Regions from separate parts of the Mus musculus genome. Here regions 1 and 2 are each linked to region 3. Evidence: chromatin contacts called from public HiChIP or PLAC-seq data. All regions are on one chromosome and are shown on one strand. The core of a region is the stretch at or near the end of the contact, and the rest is flanking DNA. Distances in the headings are between cores, read along the strand shown. Region 1 holds the start of Bik (BCL2-interacting killer). Region 2 holds the start of A4galt (alpha 1,4-galactosyltransferase). Region 3 holds the start of Cenpm (centromere protein M).

Evidence for each region. HiChIP or PLAC-seq counts read pairs in DNA pulled down with a chosen protein or histone mark.
Region 1: an H3K27ac HiChIP or PLAC-seq map of embryonic stem cells shows a contact between it and region 3, with 6 times the contacts expected there. The contact joins the promoter of Bik here to the promoter of Cenpm in region 3. A contact is called at or near these places in 8 of 39 promoter capture datasets (the HPC-7 cell line, HPC-7-derived erythroid cells, cranial neural crest and 5 more) and 5 of 115 datasets of contacts at active chromatin or transcription factors (SST interneurons, astrocytes, embryonic stem cells and 1 more).
Region 2: a contact with region 3 is called in an H3K27ac HiChIP or PLAC-seq map of embryonic stem cells, with 6 read pairs. The contact joins the promoter of A4galt here to the promoter of Cenpm in region 3. A contact is called at or near these places in 2 of 39 promoter capture datasets (embryonic stem cells and stem cell-derived epiblast-like cells) and 3 of 115 datasets of contacts at active chromatin or transcription factors (embryonic forebrain, embryonic stem cells and stem cell-derived neural progenitor cells).

What each region holds. Positions count from the first base shown.
Region 1 is chr15:83,524,568-83,528,762 of GRCm38.p6, reverse strand. Bik (BCL2-interacting killer) reads right to left here and starts at 1,901. Exons shown (of 5, transcript NM_007546.2): 1 at 1,827-1,901.
Region 2 is chr15:83,249,426-83,253,661 of GRCm38.p6, reverse strand. It overlaps A4galt (alpha 1,4-galactosyltransferase), which reads left to right and starts at 1,933. Exons shown (of 3, transcript NM_001004150.4): 1 at 1,933-1,962.
Region 3 is chr15:82,242,920-82,246,830 of GRCm38.p6, reverse strand. Cenpm (centromere protein M) reads left to right here and starts at 2,084. Exons shown (of 6, transcript NM_025639.4): 1 at 2,084-2,208; 2 at 2,619-2,698. The coding sequence starts at 2,152.

The sequences.
Region 1 (4,195 bases), core at 652-3,151, 1.3 Mb before region 3:
GGGGAAACTCAACCTCACTGTGGGGTTTAGAGGCCGGACCTTTGAGAGGTGGGTAAAATGTACAATGTATGTCTTCTGCCAACAAAAGGGAGTCACCCAAGATGGCCCTCAACCCCACATGAATCACAAGCCAGAATAAATTTTACTTCTTTATAACCCAACCCAATGCACTGTATCTTATTAGCAACAGAAAGCAGACTAAAAGTCAGCACTAGGGAAGCAAACCGAAGGATTGAGAATGCGAGGCTAGCCTCTGCTACATAGTGAGGCCTTACTTAAGAAAACAATGGTAGTATACACAGAGCTGTGAGTTCCATCCCCAGCTACAAATAACCTGGATACAGTAACTATACCTGGAATCCTAGAACTCAGGTGGTGAAGGTAAGAGAATCAGGAGTTTCAAGACCATCCTCAGCTACATAGTGAGCTGGGGGCCAGCCTAGGCTACATGAAACTTTGCCTCAAAACAAAACAAAGAAAGTCTCAAATCCTGGAGTATAGAGGGGAGAAAATTGGCAGGGTGGAGTGAGAGATGTGGGGAGGGGCAAGGCTGGGAGGTCACGAGTGCCACCTGCCCTAGGCAGGACACTAGATCCAAAAGCAGCCAAGGACCCCAGGTGACCCTTAGGTGTATACTTGTAAAGGAGCAACAGTAAACATGCCCCAACCTAGTGGAAATCAAGGTAGCATTGCCGAGCTACTCAGCCACTTCTTGGGAAAGGTCCCTCCCCACCAGGCTAAACCACAACGCAGTTTACAAACTCAACAAACTGAGGTCCAGAATGGTGGAGGAGCCTGTAGAAAGCTACACAGTCAGAACAGAAAGTAGGTCACAGGTAGAGAGGTTGGTGTGGCCTCTAAGAAAGCCCTCCAGGCTTTGAAGGAGCCAGCTCTATGTAGCTGTTGGGACATAAGCCTATCTGAAATGAGGCCTGCTTCCCTGAGGTTAAAATTAAGGTTCACTGACAACTCCCCCATCCCCCAAAGTAGGTAGGAGACCAGCCTTCTTGAGAGCTGCAGCTGGCTCCAAACCCCTGTAACAGTGTTATCACCTGCATCAACGCCAACAACAATAAACAACACTTTGTAGGGGTGGTTCAGTACACTTCAGAACAGCAATTAAGTTTATAAAACAACCTGCATCCGCATCCTGAAGGCCACAAGGTGGAAAAGTGACACAAGTATTGAACCCCCAGTGCTGGTTGTGGCTGGTACACCGGCGACCTTGCCGGCCCCTCGGATGCACTCCCAGTCCCTGCGCCTGGGCGCAGGCAGGTGGCTAGGAGCTTCGGGGAAATGATGGTCTGAACTACCCAGGTCGCCTAAGAAGGCCCTTCTGCTGCCCCTCGAAGACCTATATCCCCGGGTCCCAGAGAGGACAGATGCGAAGCTGGATTCTGTCGGGAACAGGTGTGAATTACCAGGTCGCGGCAGGGACGGTGCGAATCCCAGGATCCCCGAGGGAGGGACAGATGCGAACTCTCCGGTCCTCGCGGAGACAGGTGCCGACGCCATCTTCCGCCTGCGGCCCGGGCTCAGCCTGGCCGCCCTACTGTGGCAGTGCCGCGCCCTGGTCTCAAGCTGCTCCCCCTAAGTTTTCGACAACCAGGGCACAGCGACAACGAAGGCCACTTGCTCAGCGCGCCCTAGAACCAGGACACAAGGGCCACCCCAGTGCATGGACGCACAGCGAGACACGCGGACCAGACTAGCACCTTCTGGGGTGTCAGACGCAGAGGGGACGTTTCAGAGCCGGGGCCACCGAGGGATTTGGGCACGGGTCCCCAACTTTCCAGCAACTTGGGCTAGGGCTGCAAGACGCTTACCTGCCAAGCTGAGCTGGCGTAGCGGCGGGCGAACTGCCCGAACACCCTCTCGGCTGGGACGCCGGTGGCGGAGTCGGGGGCGCTGGCTGGAGGCGGGTTATTGTGAGCGGCGGGCTGGACCCTGATAGGTGGCCGCGCCCTCCCCGTCCCGCCCCTTTAACTCCTCCCTCCGGGGCTCCAAATCCCCGGTCCCAATAAGTAGCTACAGAACCCCTGTTTTAAAGTCGTTAGCTTGCAGACATTCCTCTGTCGCCTGTAGACCTGCTACTGTGTCCCCGCCAGTGCGTCTGCGAGTGTGCTTTCCGCAGACGCCGCCTCTGCCATCGCCGCGGCCAAACCTTAGCAAGGGCTGTCTACTTGGTCCTCATAGTACTCCTAAAGGCTTGGTGCTTCTGTGGCTTCCCTTTGCTCCCGCCTGCTACAAGTTCCGCACTGCACCTCCAAATCTCCCCCTTTCCCCTCTCTCTTCTCTCCCGGTGTATAGGGAGCTCTCCCAGCCCTCCTTTTGGCGAAGACTTAGGGTGAAGGAGAGGATCGGTAGGAGGTGAAATCTAGAATTACAGGTGAAGTGGGAGGAGTTCAGTCTCCAGTGCCCTGGAGCAGGGGCTCCGAGGTGAGTAAAGATGGAGCACTGGCCGAATTACAAAGTAACCACTATCTATACAACAACAAAACTTGTTTATCCCAAGTCAGCTCCTCTCGGGATAGCAGAGGTCAGAATCTGGGGCAGGTGCCTCCTACTGCGTGCTTTGTCAAGTAGTCAGCTGGACTCTTCCCTCTCCTGTCAGGAGAGGGGTGGTGATATTTGGGGTTCCTTAAATCTTCTCCTGACACGGGAAGGCAGCCCCTCCCCCCACATGTTAGAAGGTCCTCGGCAGAATTTAATCTTAGAGGCCTTCCAATCCTGCCACTCAGATCTTTCCAGTTCTGTGGTCCTTCTGTCACCTCCAAGCCCAGAAGCAAATTGAACCCTGATCTTTGGCCATTAGCCATCAGGGATTGTCACAACCTGGAGTTGGGGGCAGGGGACCTTGAAGCCTCTCTGCCAATACATTTTGCAGATGAATTTGCAGAAAATTGAGACTGAGAGAAGAGAGGCAGTGACAAGGGGTCTCACAGTCCAGAAAGACCTGACCGGTCAGCAGATGCGTTCTGTAAACAGTAGACAAGGTGGAGGAAGGAGGCCAGTTTGAGGTCAGATGGGGACTTAGGGGCCCAGGGGAGGGGGTGAGTGAAAATATTTAGCCTGCAAGATCCCCAAGGCAACAGGCTGATCAAATGGGAGGCTAGCACAGTGACTCAATCCCTGAACGGCCTGCCGCTGGGGAGACTAGGAAGTTGGGTAGGTTCCGGGCAATATAGCAAGAATTCATTATTTGGAGGGGTTTGTTTATTTGTTCGTTTGCTTTTTCAAGACAGGGCTTCTCTGTGTAGCCCTGGCTTTTCTGGAACTCACAGAGATGTGCCAGCCCCAGCCTCCCTAGTGCTGGGTTTAAAAGCATGCACCAACCACTACTACCACCAGGCTGAGAATCCATGTCTCAAATTACAAAGAAAAACTGGGTGTGTTGATACCCCTGTCATCTCAGGTTTGGGAAGTTGAAGCCGGGAGGCCAAGGCGTTCAAGGCTACATACACAGTTTTCCAGTGAGTTCCAGGAGAGCCTGGGGTACAAGAGACCCTGTCTAAAATAAATTAAAAGAAAGAGAGACAAATGAAGGGAAATGGGGCAAAATCACTTAAATAAGAGTGCGCCTTCCTGTTAGTGCTCCATAATTGGGTCAGATGCAAGAAGTAATACAAGTGGTGACAATGGGGACCGCCACCTTCTGTCCCCAGGGCTCACATTTGCTCTTCTCTTCCCTTCTTTTGAAACATTTATTCATTCATTCTGTTGGAGAGGGGACTATGTGTGTGAAGGTCAGAAGACAACCCTCAGAGGTCAGTTTTCTCCTTCACCATGTAGATCCCGTGTTCTGTCCCTGAGCCACTAGGCTATGCACCCTGCTCCCTGAGAGGACCATACTCAGGGACTTGCCCCTTTCTTCTCTAGTGGCCTCAATCTACAGGTGCTGCTCACAGCTACCTCTGGATCCTCATAACCCCACTGCCTTCTGTGCCTGAGATCACTTGTGTCTATGATCCAGCTGACACAGACTTCAAGCCAAGTTTTGGCCTCGAGTTGTCTTTGGATCCTTTGTTTAACAAATACTGGTAGAGTCTGGTGCAGTGGCACCGGCAATCCACATTCTACAAACTGAGGCAGGAGGAATGAGAGTTTCAGCCAGCCTGGGGTACATAGTGAAACCCCCTGCCTTAAACTTGAAGAATGGGGGATTGGGGTATAGCTTAGTTGGTGGAGTGCATAC
Region 2 (4,236 bases), core at 684-3,183, 1.0 Mb before region 3:
CCAGCACCCACGTGGTGGCTCACAACCATCTATAACTCTAGTTCCAGGGAGTCTCGTGCCCTCTTCTGGCCTCTGTGTGACCTAGGAGTGCACATAGCACACAGACATGAATGGATGCAACAAACAAACAAACAAACAAACAAAAAACACTCACACACACGTAAACTAAAAATAAATTAAACAACAACAACAACAACAACAAAACCCTTGAGCTGGGCAGTAGAAATGCAACATTTTGAATCCCTGCACTCTGAAGGCAGAGGCAGGCAGATCTCTGAGTTTGAGGCTAGCCTGGTCTACAGAGTGAGCTCCAGACATCCAGGGCTATACAGAGAAACCCTGTCTCAAAACAAAAACAAAAACAGAAAAAGAAAAGAAAAACTTTCTTTGCTTCTGGATTCGAAGGCTCTCTCCCTTCAAGATCCTATAGTGGCAGCCTGCGGTCATGACACTGAAACGCTGCTAATATAGTTTATCTGAAGAACAGTGTATCTCGGCACCTGTGTGCATCCATCACACTAAGAATTAAGTTTTGTTTTTTTTTTTTTTTACTTATGAGTACATCTGTGTAGCTGTGTGGGTGCAGGTACCCTCAGAATCTGGAAGAAGACGTGAGATTCTCTGGAGCTGGAGTTACAGGCAATTGTAAACCTTCTGGTGTGGGCTTTAGGAATCCAACTCGGCTCCCCGTGAAGAGCAGCAATTGCTCTTAACTGCGGAAGGGTCTTCAACACAATACCATTCATTATCCAATACTCTGTAGCCTTGGCTTGGCCTAAAAAGCTCTATATAAATCAGGCTGGCCTCGAACTCTCAGAAACCTGCCTGCCTCCCAAATGCAGGGATTGAAAAGAAATGCACCACCACGGCTGGCAGGGCTCCTTGTTTGAGTTTTAAGATGAGCAAAGTCTGTTATCCCAGCATTTGGGAGGCGAAAGCCAGAGGGGTTGTCACAAGTTTGAGGCCACTGTGGTTTACAAGAAAGCCGTGGGCTAGAATGAGAAGCAGTCTGGCAAAGCCAAACCAAAAAAATCAAACCTGGGAGTGATGAGCACTAATGGGAATGGCCCGCGAAGAGGCAAGAGGGGCAGGAGCAGCAACGGCTAGCAGCTGGAGGCTGGGGATCTCCTGGAAAACGAGAAAGGGTGGGCATAGCCAAGAGCTAGGTAGTTGTCAGCAGTGGGGTGAAGGGGTGAGAATTTTCCACAGATTCGCTTTTACAAAGCCTGTTTACCCAGGCTGTTCTCAGGGTTGGGATAGGGTGTTTCCATTTTCTCAGCGGCCTGGACACAGGTTTGTATGGTGAGAGAGATGAAGCAGGGCAGGCAGCGAGGGCACGTTGGCATCTAGCCCGAGAGGAGAGCTGGCGGGGGAAATCGCCACTAGGGAACACCATGCCGTGGGCCCGGCCCTTCCTTGGGTCACAGCAGGCCAGAGCAGGGAGTGAGGAGTACTTGGAACAGACGCTGCTGGGCAGTGGCGTCAGGATGACTCAAGTCTCAGATGTCGCCCCTTCTCAACTGCACAACATTTATGTAATTAACCAAACCGCTTCGAGCCTGGCTTTTTATTTTTTTTTCCATCTGTTAAATGGAAAAAAATAGAGCCATGGGTAGGGGATTCATCCCTGTCTTGGAGGAGTGACTTGGGAGGCTGAGGCAGGAGGATTGCTAGCTCTGGGGCAGAAGGGCTGGAGAGAGAAACGGAAGGTTTAGAATAGGATTGTGACTAGTGAGGTGTGGGTGGCCGGGAGGCGGCTCACACCTGTTGGCTACTGGCTATTGATGACTCAGGTCGTGCCCACCCCCATTTCTAGACAGGACTAGCTGCAGGCGGAGAGGGACCCGTGGGGCAGAAACGCCAGACCCCGCCCAGGGCTGGAGGGGCGGCGCTCCTGTCCGCTGGGCTCAAGCCACCGCCCTCCAGGGCCGCAGTAGCCGCCCGCCGACGCGGGAGCCGGAGGTACCTGGATCTCAGGGACAGGGCAGCGGGCAGGGGGATCTCGTTGGGATCCGGGGCGCCCCTGTTCTAGGCTGGAAAGGGAGGTGAGCTGCAAGACATCAGGGACCCGGGTCCCCGCCTGGCCACCTGTTCTACAGGCGACAATGGTGCGGGCACCAGTTCCGCGCCGTGGTCCCTCAGCTGCCGCCCGCACCGGTCTGCGCCCCGAAGTTGAGCGCGGCGCGGCGCGAGCTAGTCTGGGGCCGGCTAGGATCCCGCAATTCCTTCCCGCAGCCCAGGAGGCCCTCGGAGGGCGAGGTTCACGGGGGAGGGGGACGACTGGGAATCCGAAGTCCAGATCCCAAAGCGCTGCTCGGCGACGTTGGGCGTGCTCTGGGAGGTCGCGGCGGGGCGCATCCCGGAGAGGAATGGAATGCCGCGCGCTGCAGGGAGGGCTTCGGGTTGGGAGTTGGCTCTGGGCTTTCTGGATGCTCCGGCTTCGGACCTGCACCGGGAAGGGTCTTCAGGTGCAGGGGGTAGCCTGGGAAAAGCGGGGGAGCAAGGGAAGCCAGCATGGAGTCGCGAGACCCAGGGCTCGGTCCCGGATCAGCACGCTCGCGCTTCTCCCCTTCTTCCGATGAGAACAGTTGAGGTATGGGACTGGAAGCCGAATAGGGTTGGAAGAGGCTGCGCCTGGGAGATTTACCCTATCCACTCCTTTTCACTGTTAGGGCGAGCCCCCTTGCCTCAATGTCTTCGTATGTCATCTGGGGCTAGAAGTTCTTTTCATCTCCTTGGCAGAGTCCACTGAGTCTCTAGCCCGCTGGAGATTAAAAGTATCCTTTCCATCTCTACTCTGTCACATCCATAGCAATCCAGCTGCTGCAACCCCAGCCGGTTCCGAAGTGACACCCTCCGGCTCCCCGTCACCCCACTCCACCCCCTCTTTGACCTTTCTCCTCCCTAAGAATGGGGACTCCAATAAAGCAGAGCTGCCCTCCACTCGCACTCCCCTAGTCTCTGGCATTCAGCAGCAGAAATCTTTCCCATAAAGGAAAGTCCTCAAACGAAAGACCAAAAAATTCACAGGAACTCAGCCTCCCGGTTTTATTTGTTTGTTTGTTTTGTTTTGAAAACGCTTCTTCAATGCCTCAAGGGCTGGTCCCTGCCTGGACAGCTCAAGGGTCGCTGCGACCTATTAAACAATTCTGTAGAGTTTGCTTTGTTTCTTTGAAACAATTAAGGCTCTGCAGCTGTCTATATTGACAAGGATTAGTCCCAGAGAAAGGTTGTTCACTCATGGGAGAAGTGATGAATATCCCAGGGTGTGGGCAGGGTTGCTTGAATCTCTAGAGGCGACTGTGACCCACCATATCACCCCAAAACAGCCTGGTCTTAGAGGTGGAGGTGGAAGGCGAGGAGCAGTCCAGACCTTCAATGACCTCAAGTAACAGCTTTACTACTGAGCCGCCTCAACTGCCCTGGTTTTTGTTGTATAATGAAAGCATTTGGTTCTTTTAGATACTGTTACCCTTTGTTTTGAGACAGGGTCTCACTGTGTAGCTCTCACTGCCCTGGAATACTGTATACACCAGGCTGGTCTCCAACTCAGAGATCTGCCTGCCTCTGCCTCCAGGGTGCTGGAATTTTTTTTTTTTTTTTTTTTTGGTTTTTCGAGACAGGGTTTCTCTGTATAGCCCTGGCTGTCCTGGAACTCACTCTGGAGACCAGGCTGGCCTCGAACTCAGAAATCCGCCTGCCTCTGCCTCCCAAGTGCTGGGATTAGAGGCATGTGCCACCACGCCCAGCTCTCCTGGTGCTGGAATTAAAAGGCCCGTGTCACCACGCCCACCTAGATACTGTTACATCATTATAAATGCATACAGTTTTTATGAATGGTTAGATTTTCCTGAGAAAAGAATTAGACTGTTCAGTGTGTGAGCCGGTTTCACCAGCTGGCTCTGCCGAAACCCCTAGCCTGGGCAGACTTCCTCAGACCGTGTGTTAGTATCTCCATTTTCTCTAGAATCGAAACCGCTGAGTCAAACAGTGAGCAGCTAAGAGTTTGTGTGCTGTTCATCAGGTGTGAAGGCTTTGCCCCTTGGCTGCTCCTTGGCAAAGTTTGTCTCCTTTATTGTAGATTTCAGATATATGTTTGAGAAGCTGGGGTGTTTTGGGGTTTTTTGTTGTTGTTGTTTGGTTTTGAATTTATTTATTTTACTATGAATGAGCATTTTTGCCAGTCGGTATGTGCACCCCACCCATGCCTGGTGTCCATGGAGGTCAAAAAGGGTG
Region 3 (3,911 bases), core at 835-3,334:
CGGACACCCAAGAAGACACTGGGTATCTTGTTCCTTTATTGCCCTCTGCCTTATTCCTTTGAGGGAAAGTCTCTCACTGAGCTGAAATTAGGACCTCATTGTCATGGCCCAGGAAGGTTGGAATTCTCCTCAAAGACTTGGAGGAAGTTCAGGCAATGGAGCACTCATCAGAAGCCGCTGGTTCACTGACCCAGCTGAGGAGACAGGGAGCAATCACATTGGCTGGACTGGTTCACGTTAGCTTTCAGTAAGTGCAGGGCTCCCTGCCCTTTGTAATATGTCAGCTGAGTAGAAATCTTCTGAGACAGATATGGACTAGGGACAGAAGTTAAAGTTTAAGAATGTAAATGATATGAAAAGACTAGGCTGACTCCATGACAGGCTTCAAACTGACAGTTTAGGAGACTAGGCCTAAGAACTGGGCAAGTCCAGGCAAGCCCAGACAGGCTGGTTAATAGAAAAAACAAACAAACATAAAAAACAGGCTTTAGGCCGCTAGTTAGAAGCTCCCCCGCCAACCGGGTATGGTGGCGCACACCTTTAATCTCAGCACTCAGGCAGAGGCAGGCGGATTTCTGAGTTCGAGGCCAGCCTGGTCTACAGAGTGAGTTCCAGGACAGCCTGGAACTATAGGCTGGAACAGAGCTATACAGAGAAACCCTGTCTCAAAAAACAAAAAAACAAAACAAAACAAAAAACAAAAACAAAATAAATAAATAAATAAATAGAAGCTGCCCAGCCATCAGGAGCTGCCTAGCCACCTGGCCAGAGGCCAGGACAATGGATCAGCAACAGTTTCCAGATTTCCTCAGCTACTTCCTCAGCCACAGTTTCTAGACCTCACTTTCCAGCCCCATTCCCTGGTAATGGAATGACCGTGGAGATGGACCAAGATATAGGTTACCTACCTATATCTTGTGCTTTAAATCTCAGGCCTTCAAACTTACTTGGTTGTCTCTCTATTCTGGTAATGGGAGACCCCAGCATGCTAGACTTCTGCAGAATAAAACACTCTGTGTTTACATACTATTGAATCCCGGGTACCATTCTTCAGTGAATCCCGGACTCATACATTTGTACCTTTCAGGCCCCTAATCCTGGTACTTGCGGGAGGGGAGGAGTCCCAAGACCAAGGGAGAAAGAGATCACAGCCTTGGGAATAGACATGTGGGGAAACAGGCTGTACTTATCTGAACAACCAACCATTAAGAGTACTGGCTGCTCTTGGACCCAGGTTGGATTCAGAGTATCCACATGGCAGCTCACAACAGTCTGTAACTTGTTTCAAGGTTAACTGACAACCTCTTGGGGGGAGGGGGGGGGGCATTGTGCACATGGTGCACATGCAGGCAAGAACACCCGTACCCATAAAAGAAAAAAATTTTAAATTAAATTGAAAATCTTTTTTTTTAAATGCAATAAATCTTTTTGTAGAACGAAGATAGTAGAGGCTGACTGGAGAGATGGCTCAGCAATTAACATGGCACCTGAATTTGCTTCCAATGGGAACCAAATACCCATCATGTCAAGTGGTTCAGAACTGCCTCTAAATGCAGTTCCAGAGACTCTGACTCCCTCTTCTGAATTCTACAGCCGCCTCCACTCACATGAGTCCGCGTGCGCGCACACACACACATTTGCACGTAATTAAAAATAAATCTTGGGGGGCTGGCGAGATGGCGCAGAGGTTAAGAGCATTGACTGCTCTTCTGAAGGTCCTGAGTTCAAATCCCAGCAACCACATGGTGGCTCACAACCATCCGTAATGAGATCTGATACCCACTTCTGGTGTGTCTGAAGACAGCTACAGTGTACTTATATGTAATAAATAAATCTTTAAAAAAATAAATCTTGGGAGTGGGGAGTAGGGGCAGAGACAGAACAGGCTCTTTTAAGAGTGGCGGTTCCTGCCAGGCGTGGTGGCGCACGCCTTTAATCCCAGCAGGACAGCCAGAGCTATACAGAGAAATCATGTCTCGAAGGAAAAACAAACAAACAAACAAACAAAAAAGAGTGGCGGTTGCTTTTAAAAGTGGCGGCTCAGAAAGCCCCGCCCGGACATGCGTACCGCGCCCCGCCCACTAGAGAGGCGGGCCTTGCGACGGTTTGAAAGCGCCATGCGCTGAGCCGAGTGGCGCTGCTGCCGCTGAGATGTCGGTGCTGAGGTCGATGGACAAGCTGCCCGACCTGAACAGGGCTACCGTCTTGGTAGGTGCGGGCAGCGCCCCTGGACCGGCTTCCCCGCAGCCAAAGCCGGTGCCCTTCCTCAGCCTCAGCGCGCTCCGACAGCGGGGGGCGGGCGGACGGGCGCGTTACTCTGGACCAATCGGAGCGGCGGCTCGCGAGGCTGAGGGACGCCTCCACCAATAGGCGCGCGGCTGATTTTACCACCGGCTGAGTGGGCGTTCCAGTTCGAACGTGGCTTTCCCGCGTTTCGAGGAGGAGGCCGGGCGGTCCCCCTCCGTGGATGGCTCCTTAGGGCTCCTCTTCTGAGGAAATGGCTCCCTCCGAGCCGCCTCTAGCTGAGTGTGTACCCCCAGGAGGGATTCGGAGTGCGGGGCCCTCCAAAGGAGCCGCCCTGCTCGGATCTCCATCTGCCTGGTTCTCTCCCTTCGCAGCTGGTGAGCACCGAGGATGCGCTTCTGCAGCAGCTGGCGGAGTCGATGCTCAAAGATGACTGTGCGTCCGAGCTGAGGGTGTAAGTTGCTGAGATTGTAGCCTGAACTCTGGGCTAACATGAGGGACGGGAGCCTGCAGGAGAGAGGGTCCCGCTCCTAGCTGTCATCAGTCCTCCGTGATCCTGCCTATGGTTGCCGAGTTGGCTCCTTTACTGGTCTCTGCAAATGTTCATAGCTCATAACGCACGCCAAAAACACACTCACGGGTTGCGTATTTTCTCATTGACAAGGCTCAGAGTTTAGACGTCAGCATGTAAAAACAACGGGGGAGGTGTGTTTTGGTTTCCTTTCTTTCTCCTCTTGCTGTGATAAAATACCCCGACAAAAGCAGCTTCAGGGAGAAAGGACATGTTTGGCTCGCTCCTTGCTGCAGAAGTCATTGCTGCTGGAATTTGAAGCACTTGGTCACTGTATATCCACAGTCAAGAGGAAGCAACGAACAAGCACATGCTTGCAAGTTTTTATCTGGCTTTCTCCACACTGAAGACAACTCAGAATCCTTCCCTAGGGGATTGTGCCACTTGTAGTGGGCCTTCCTACCTCAGTCCAATTAAGAAATTACAAACGAAGGCTGGAGAGATGGTCAGCGGTTAAGAGCACTGTCTACTCTCACAGAAGTCCTGAGTTCAATTCCAGCAACTACATGGTGGCTCACAACCATCTGTAATGGGGTCCGTTGCCCTCTACAGGTGCATGCAGATAGAGTACTCACACATAAAATAAATATTTAAAAACATTACAAGGCATCTAGAAAGTTGAGACTCCCCAAGATGACTGACTCTAGGTTGTGTCCAATTGACAATTAAAAGTAACTATAACAAGGTGACCAGAACCCCAGGGGAGTAGAAAATAAACACCGTTTATCTCCAGGCCAACACAAGGACACATTTGTAACCACAGCTTTATAAGGCGAAGGCAGGAGGCTCCAGGCCATTCTCTGTTACATACCGAGTTCCAGGCCAGCCTGGGCTGCATAAGACAAACCAACACAATAAAAGAAGGCCTCTGATCCCCACCCCCAAACCACACACAATCGGCTTCTAAGGACAGAGATTTTGACTCTGGTTCACTGGTGAATCCTCGAGGCCTTAAGCAGTAACTAGCACAGAGGAGATGCTCTGTTAGTAACACTTGGGTTTAATCTGCTTAATTCATGATCCGAGAGATGCTGAAGATGTCTCAGGCTGGTACGAGTGTAAGGCAAGGATGTCTGAGGAAGGCTTAGTGAGCTAG